Regions from separate parts of the Mus musculus genome. Here region 1 is linked to region 2. Evidence: chromatin contacts called from public HiCAR-type data. All regions are on one chromosome and are shown on one strand. The core of a region is the stretch at or near the end of the contact, and the rest is flanking DNA. Distances in the headings are between cores, read along the strand shown. Region 1 has its middle 120 kb from the start of Gm27521. Region 2 has its middle 65 kb from the start of E130114P18Rik.

Region 1 (4,213 bases), core at 1,620-4,119, 610 kb after region 2:
TCTACGTATACAATAGGAAACAGCACACATATAAGACTCTTCAAAGTAGCTTATAGTTTACAAACTTCTCTAAGTATATATATATATATATACATATATATATATATATATATACATATATATATGGAGGTAAGACAGTCAGGCTCCTGGCTTCCTAATAAACTTTCATTTGCTATGTTACTCCTATCTAAGCCCTAGAAAGGTTTGCCACCCAATCTCCAGTGCCCTAAAAGGAATTGAAATACTCAAAACTATTGAAAACAGGAGCAAACATTGATTTTTTTTGATATGTTGTATTGAGTACACTGTTCTGCACATTATCGGCAGGCCACACTAATAATGTGATGTCCATTCTGGGTGTCTCTGAGCTCTTAAACATAAAACCCATCTAGGATCATTTATTTGTTGGCTTTTTTGTTTTGTTTTGTTTTGTTTTGTTTTGTTTTGTTTTGTTTGTTTTGTTTTGTTTTATTTTGTTTTGTTTTGTTTTTTTCGAGACAGGGTTTCTCTGTATAGCCCTGGCTGTCCTGGAACTCATGGCATTAAAGGCGTGTGCCACCACACCAGGCTCTTGTTTGGCTTTTTTATTGTTCCTTGTTATTTTGCAGTATGGAGGGTTGAACTTGGGGCTTCATGCGTTCATTCCATAACTGAACAATATCTCTGCTTCCTTGTACATATTTGTGATACTTGTAGCATTGGTAGTCAGAAAATATGTTTTTCATAGGAATACAAATTCACCTTTAGTAGGTTCCTCTTCAGCTTGCCAGTATTCTTGGTGGTAGAAGTTTCATGCAGTCTAGAAATGCATGTACTAACTCAGTTCTTATACTTTGGCCTTGCATTTTTAACTTGAGAGGAACATAATTTGGTATTTGCATACTCATGTTCTTATTTGGGAATTTCCCCTTATCTTCTGGGGAAAGGAATGTAGAGATAGGACCAGAGGGAGTGATAACTAGAAAAAGCAGCTAATCTATCTTATCGTATCAGTCCTTGTTAACTGTGGTACCACTAGTAGCTAGGATTCAGTAAAATACCATGGCACTGTTCTCTTCAGCTGAAATGTCTGTCACCAGGACCTCGACTTTGATATTCAGAGGAGCACATGTCACAGTGTCCAAAGATCCACAATCATTAATGAAGTAAATCATAAAAGCAATGCATTTGTTCAAATTCTCAGGTCCAGCCATCACTTTCCTTCACAGGCATCCTTGTGCATCACCTATATTTATAAATTCTGCTGCCCCCTCCCATGCAACACTCTTGAGTGGTGGTTGCCTTATTTGTTGCAGTGTTTAAAGCCAGGCAATCTTCTTAGCCCAGATCAGCTGACTGAACTTGAATGAGTCCCTTTGCTTCTTTCAGCCTCAGCCTCTCCTCTGTTCGAGACTGCCCTGCGATGTAGTGAAGCATACGTTCAGGCTATAGGGAGAGGTGTATGGCTGATTCCATGTAAAGCACAGTAGCTTTCATGTAGTATTTTCCTCAGTAACTCTCTGAGGTTGGAGGCTCCCAACCCTTTTTAAAAATTTCTATCTGACCATTGGACTTCTCCTTGCATTGTAATTGTGTTTATCATGCTGGATATTGTGCAGGCTTCTATACACTTTTAAATGATTATATAGGATAGAGAGAAATCCCTATATTTTAATAAAACATTGATCATTGAGAATTCACCAGTTCTTAATTATTTTTGTTATCATGTTTATTATTATACTCCTGGAGGATTATGTTTAAAATATGCTAGAAACATTATAGAATCGTTTGGTAAGTTGTATCTCTTTCCTACTCTGTTTTCAGTGCCCTGACCTTCTTTTATGAAGCCTTCCCTAGAGGAAGTATTTATACTTTTGAGCCTGACAGAAACTGTAAGTAAGAAATTGATTCACTTTTTGCATTTGAATTAGATATTTGATAAGACTACATGGTGTCATCAAAGATTAAACTATATACAGGATACATCATCAAAAATTTCATATATTTATGAATATTTTCAGTATTCAAAGACTGTAGAAGGCTTCAGCAATGATCTGTCCCATGGAATTAATAAAGGAAGTTTGAGTGTACATTTCTATTGATTTACTTTATCATTCCTTGATAATATAAATAAAAACACCTTCAAACATTCCTAACACTGCCATCCTCATTGCAATGTTCTTTGCTGATCCCGATAGGAAGCAAACACATACACTGATTATGTCACATTAGGCTTGAGTTGCAGCACTAAGTTGGTCAGAATGACAAGAATTTAGCAAAAATGACTGAAGTGTGAGAATTATACCATAAACTTGCCTACTTCACAGGGTGGGTAAATTGAATCTACATATCAGAGTAAAATATAAATCTAGTTATGTAACCACATGTACACCCCCCCCCAGAGATGGTTATTAGATATGTGGTAGCCTACTACTGTCATAAGGACAAATCTAATGTGTAGCCATCTTCTTTCTGGCTCCTGAGCAGATAATAAACAAAGCCTGGGATCCAGATAGCAGCCAAAGAAAATTCCAAGCCACACAGTCTTGCCAGCATGGCTGTGCCATAACTGTGAGTCTCTGGCACCTGGTTACCTTGATCTGTCACAGGCTCAAGAGAATGTGTCATACCCCCATTCCCACTCCTTTAGCAAGGTTCAATGTCTTTGTCCAGCCTCAGCTTGTAAATAAAGTAAGAGAAACTCAGATTTACTGGCATTCGTAGCTGCTCACAGTTCAAGAGTTCTGGAAGGTCTTCTTTCCAGAACTTTGGTTTCTATGGGATGAGTGTCGTCCTGGCTGGTTTTTGGCTCATATCTAAGTGCTGGATCATCTCCATTCATCATTTCTGGGCTGGACAAGATTCTCTTGTCTGAGCTGTGGATGTCCCCTGCTGGAAATGGCTGTTCACTGCAGCTGAGGGAATTGGTACAATTGTGGCAGCTGTGGATGCACTTATGTGTGTCAGGACATCCTCCCTGGCTGATTACATGATTCCCACCAGGAACACAGTCAGAAAACTCACTCTGTGACCCTGCTCTTACACTCCTGCTTTATTGGCAATTTCACCTTCTAAGTTATGATAACCACTCCTTATAAAGCACGGTATGTGTTAATATGACAAGCTCTCAACATTTGTTTCTAAAATCCATAATCTTGTTGCATACAGAATGGATTATCTTATTTAAACTGTCACATATTAATAAATTCTGAGTGGAATTACAGAATTTTATATTGTAAGAGTTCAGGCCTTGAGAATAGGTGGCCCCCATTAGTGTAACTTGCACAGGATATTTGTTTTACTTGTCTTCTTGTCCACAGGGTGCCTCTCCTGATACAGAGAATACACAAAACCACTTGGCTGTGGTTTTTCATCCTCAGGTGCAATTTTTTTCTGCTCTTCATCTTTCATTCTATATGTGCTCATTTGCAGCATTCGTGCCAGTGGGCTTTGCTTTGTTCTGCTTTCTATGTATCTGATCAAAATCCTCTCCCTTTTCAAAGCCTGCTTTTTTTTTTTTTCATCAGAAAATTTAGGGAGCTTTACTAACTGACTTAATTTTCCTTCCAAATGTAAAGTGCTGCTGTGACAGGCATCCTATGTGAAAGACATTCTGTAGTCCATGTTTCTGGGAAAATTCTCATTGATGAAGGAAACAAAATTCAGTTGTGTACAACTTATAAGATTATAAGAGGTGAGAGTACAGGCTAGTTCTTGGTCTGGACTGTCATTTGGGAGCATACTTTTCAAGACAAAAGCCACTAATCACTTATCCAAGACATCAGAGGATGGGCAAAATCAACCGTCCAGTGTCCAGCTGAATCACAGTTGCTGATTGTTCCAGCCAGTTGGGAGTTTTCACCATGTGATCAGCCCAAAGGCATTTCTTCAGCTGCCAGCACAGAGGCTTGTCGAATCTGCTAAGAAACCAGATGCAGCAAATACATATCCTCTACAGCCTGGCATCTGGGGTTTGTGCCTGCCAGCTGAGGAAAAAAGCCTGGGCTGCATGGAGCTCAGGGTGGAGATGTGGAGATCATAGACAGAAAACAGTGAGATCATCACATGTTTCTCATTGTGCTAGAAAAAAAAAAACCCTATTGTTGGAGAGCATGTGAGAACTTTGTAAGAACCAGATTAAGTATGCCTGGATTACATGATGGAACAATTATATGCTGTGGACTAACACATATTTGTTTTACTGAAAGTCTGTTCCTACTATTTTACTTTTTTC
Region 2 (4,305 bases), core at 709-3,208:
ACATTTTACATAAAACTAGAGAGCAAACAAAAACCTAAGGAACCGTCTGCCACAAATGTAAACTGAGGTAATGCTCTTAATATATAAAGGTCTTGATAAAATAAACCTTGGTGACGTATGGGTCACCAAGTATGGCGTGTCTATATAATAAAACATTGACTAGTTGCCCAAATGATTCTTTAAAAGGGTATTCAGAGCATAGAGATCTAACCATTTAAATGCTGAATCTACAAAGCAAGCTGTACAATCATGTTCATCAAAATAAGGAGAAGTGCCCACTCATGGCTCTGTGTGCACTGAATGCTTTATCTCCTTAGGCCCCCAAACAACTGAATTGGGCACTTACTTCTGATGTTTTCATTTTGTATTTGAGGAATATGAAGCCCAGAGAAGTTGAGTAACTTGCCCAGTCACATCCAACAAATTCATTGGAGCTGGGATCCAAATCCAGGTGTGTGTGTGTGTGTGTGTGTGTGTGTGTGTGTGTGTGTGTGTGTGTGTGTGTGTATGTGTGTGTGTCTGCAAAGTTGTAACTCTAAGTTTCTACAGGCTGTTTATAACCCAGTGCTGTCTGGGGCTTTGTCTTCAGGCCTTTATATCTATCTTTATACCTTGAAGGCAATTAACACTTGCTCAGCTGTAGGACGTTTAGTAATTGATTGATTGGGAGACTAGCTTTAAAAAGATAGATGGGGATGTCCTGGACAATGTGTGGCCCTTCCCCAGTTTCAGTTTCCCCAGATAAAAAGTGTGGTGGGGAATCATAAGGATGTGTGCTGAGAGGGCTTAGAATCGTGCCTAGAATGGAAGGGATTCAGGACATGACTGGTGACAGAATTGAATGGCATCAGACCTCTGTAATACATGACCAGAGAGAACTTTTACATTTAACACCATTGTAAAAACTGATCTAGTGTTAATAGTCTTTGAGATATGAGGGTATGAAAGTTTAAGTCTGCCTTTCAGTGACCACTCTATGCCCCCTGCCCCTAGAAGAGGGATTGTTCCAAATCTTGTATTTTCAGCAATTTAGATAACTTCTTTCAGTAATTAGGAACTGTGAGAGGTGATGCTAAACCAGGGAGAAAAAAGAAAAATATGGAAGTCTAAGGAAGGTGCGTCTGAATGCCTCTGTTGCTTAGTGCAACATCAGCGTGCAAGAGAATTCTCTGAGTGCTCTCGCCATAGCCTAGAGAGCTCTTCAAAAGTGTTCCTTTACCCACACATGCTTTGCAGTCCACTGTAAGGAGAAATGGCCACTTTTCAGATTAAGTGGGCAGAAACCAAGTCAGCAATAGTCCTCTAAAAGGAACTTGGTGACCAGGGTAAGCAGAGAACGCAGGCCTCTCTAAGAAACCTCAGAGACCTTTAGTCATAATAAGAACTGAAACTCTGAACTGATTATAAAGATCTAGGGGACCCTATCCATATTTGACTCACCCTTGCTCCTGTGTCTAGTAACCACTCACCAGGAATCTGAGGAAGAACCAAGAGAACAGGAAAGAGTCTCTGTGTGCATTAGAAACTATCTGCCATTGGGACAGTCCACCTTCTATATTTAAAGTTTAGCATTTCATCCAGATGCTGGTTGCAAACTTTACAGAGATCCTTGTGCTCAGAGAAGCTGGGAAACTTGACTTAGACGGTTAGATGCTTTGTAGAGCAGACCCAACAGTGAGCTCGCCTATTGTCACTGAGTGGACCAGAGCAGGTAACAGAATGTATTGAGGGATCTTGTCCTTAGTCCTGTACTTACTATTTCGAGTCTCTCTGGAGAATGTACAGACATCATCAGACTGGTCAGGGAAGGATGGCGCTGTTCTTGTCTCAGAGGAAATGACCAATGAGTTAATTTTGGATTGGAGCTGTTTGCTCCGGGATCCGGCACAGGTGGCCTGTGTATAGCAGAAGAAGGATTGCTTATGTTCAGATAGAATGGGATTTAGCCCCATGTGGGTCAGCGTGCCTGTTGCCTAGGAAAGGGCACCTTGGACGCCTCTCAGTTGGAAGATATTATCTCCAGATGGAGTCCTCTGCCTGCTGGCAAAGTCACCAGCATTATTTGGTAATATTTTGATGTGCTATTTATATGGAAAGGGGCTTTATTGGCATATCTTTCACATCATGCACAAACAGCTCTAACTTTTCTTCCTAAAAGGGGTGGCAGCAATGAAGATGGCAAAGCTTGGAAAGGGATCAGGGCAAAGAATTGGCCAGCTATGAGCTCAGGCCCAACACCATGTGTCCTGGCCAGAGAGCCCAGGCCTAGCCTTGATTTGCATTCAGGCTGCATCTCTGGCTGCTGAAGCTGGACTCGCCTGTCACTCTGACGAATCTGGCAAGAGCTCCAGACTCAGGGCTTCAATGAACGGGAAACACTTCTCAGGGCTGGAATGGGGGCAGGGAGGGCTTGGGAGAATTAGCCCAGGATTTCATGTCATGCGTTTGCCTGTTCATTGTCTCCATTTGGGAAACAACTTAAAAGCAAACAAAGAGCTTCACATTATTTTAGTAACCCCGGGAAAACTTCTACAGCTCCTCTTGGAAATGTGTATAGCATTGTTTGAAACCTCTCTCTCTCTCTCTCTCCCTCCCTCCCTCCCTCTCTTTCTCTCTCTCCACTTTAGTCAGCACAAATTTGGAGGCAGAACCAACCCTCGTAATAGCGTATCTCATGCTGCTATCAATTTTCCGCCAGAAGAACATTTTGGGACACAAAGTCCTTTGTCTATTTCCAGAAGCTCAATTCAATGACATTACATGAATGACTACAACACTATAGCATGTTCTGCACCGTTTCAAATTGTAACCTAAAAAAAGAGAAGAACTTGGAACTCCGCCAGAGCATAATGATTTCAGCTCTTAAGAAAATCCAGCAACCATTCCGCTACTCTCAATATTTTCTTGCTGTGGAAATTTAAGAATAGGCTCTAATCAAATAGCACCCCCATCCTCCATTTTGCCATGGTTCCTGTTACTAACCAGCCTCCCATGTCTGTTTTAGGTTAAAAAATAAATAAGTTTACAATACGTTTTTTTTTTTTTTTTTTTTTAAAAAAAAAAACTGGGCTGAATCAGACAATTGTATATTTTAGAAAATGAAGGCAAAATGTAAAACGGGCTAATCATGATTCCAAATTCAATCTTCAGGTCTCTAATTGATCCCATCCCAAAGGTAACATTCTATGCTAATTGACATGCTGAGATGGTTACAATTATGTAAAGTAAAACTAGGCCTGTTGGAAACTGTATGTCTTCATGAAGCACGGGAGATGGCCAGATTTTATAATAGTTGACTGCAAAAGGATGCAACCACTTTGCTCACATTTCCTCCTTTGGTTTGGCCCTTGTACATGTGCAATAAGCCCCCCGCCCAACCCTTCAATAAAGTATAGATTTCAAGGGGAATGTGACGTCATTATATTTTCCTTGGGATTGGGCGAAGCATGGTAGAAGGAGTCAGAATTTTCAGGGTTCACTTTGTAAGTCAGTTAAAAGGAAGAGGAAAAAAAAAAAAAACAAACGAAGCCTAACGTTCCATATTTATTGGCAGAATGATTTTTCTGTGCGTTTGTGACCACACACACGAGCGTGCTCAGCCTCGATAGGAAACAGATGGCAGTAGAGCGGATGCTGCCCCAGGTGGACCCACAGCATTTGCAGATTCTGTAAGGCCTGAGCAACAACTCCTCAGTATTGGCCAGAAGGTGCCCTCATCCTCACTCAGACCCCCTCAATCCTTTCCCTCTCTGGTGAGCACCCTGGATGGTCGGCCAGGACTCCCCAGGGTGAGACTGGATGTTGAGAAGGCAGGAAAGCAGGAGGCCTGTTTATGCAATCAAGAGAGGGAGCAGCCTCCTTCGATGGTAGGGAACACCTGTGCCTCTTGGCATCTTGCCTCCCTGGACAGGGAAACCAAGCTAGCCACGTGCATGATGATTAGTGTTATTCTCCCCCTCCTACGCAGCAACACTGGCAATAGGGGTGCCATTAATACCACATCTCTGCCTCACTCCCTCTTCTCCCTCCCAACAATGTCAGTCCAGGACTGTCTCCATCAGCCCCGATTTATTGCAAGCCTCAACAAGCCTCTCCTAGATGGTTGCTAGGGATTTTTGTTTTTTTAACTGCATCCAATCTTGCCATCTCTAATTCATGAAGTAGCTGAAGCCATAGAAATTCAACAACTGACTTCCTTGCCTAACCATCACCGGCTTCTTGAGCAATTCAGAATAGAACACAACTGGCTTTTCATTTTGTGCGTGTGTGTGTGTGTGTGTGTGTGTGTAAAATTATTTGTCTAAT

The links. HiCAR-type assays count read pairs that join an accessible place to other places.
Region 1: a HiCAR-type map of astrocytes shows a contact between it and region 2, with 4 times the contacts expected there. The contact joins two enhancer-like sites. A contact is called at or near these places in 2 of 484 Hi-C or Micro-C datasets (cerebral cortex and cortical neurons) and 1 of 115 datasets of contacts at active chromatin or transcription factors (astrocytes).

Annotation. Positions count from the first base shown.
Region 1 is chr4:97,036,502-97,040,714 of GRCm38.p6, reverse strand. No RefSeq gene overlaps it. Among named protein-coding and RNA genes, the nearest start is that of Gm27521, 120 kb to the right of the region's middle. Within about 2 kb of position 2,869, at least 11 of the 459 cell types and tissues checked have an H3K27ac peak or open chromatin away from gene starts, as enhancers often do. A contact at or near this core is called in astrocytes, where this site is marked.
Region 2 is chr4:97,647,479-97,651,783 of GRCm38.p6, reverse strand. It overlaps a transcript of Nfia not described here. Among named protein-coding and RNA genes, the nearest start is that of E130114P18Rik, 65 kb to the right of the region's middle. Within about 2 kb of position 1,958, at least 108 of the 459 cell types and tissues checked have an H3K27ac peak or open chromatin away from gene starts, as enhancers often do. A contact at or near this core is called in astrocytes, where this site is marked.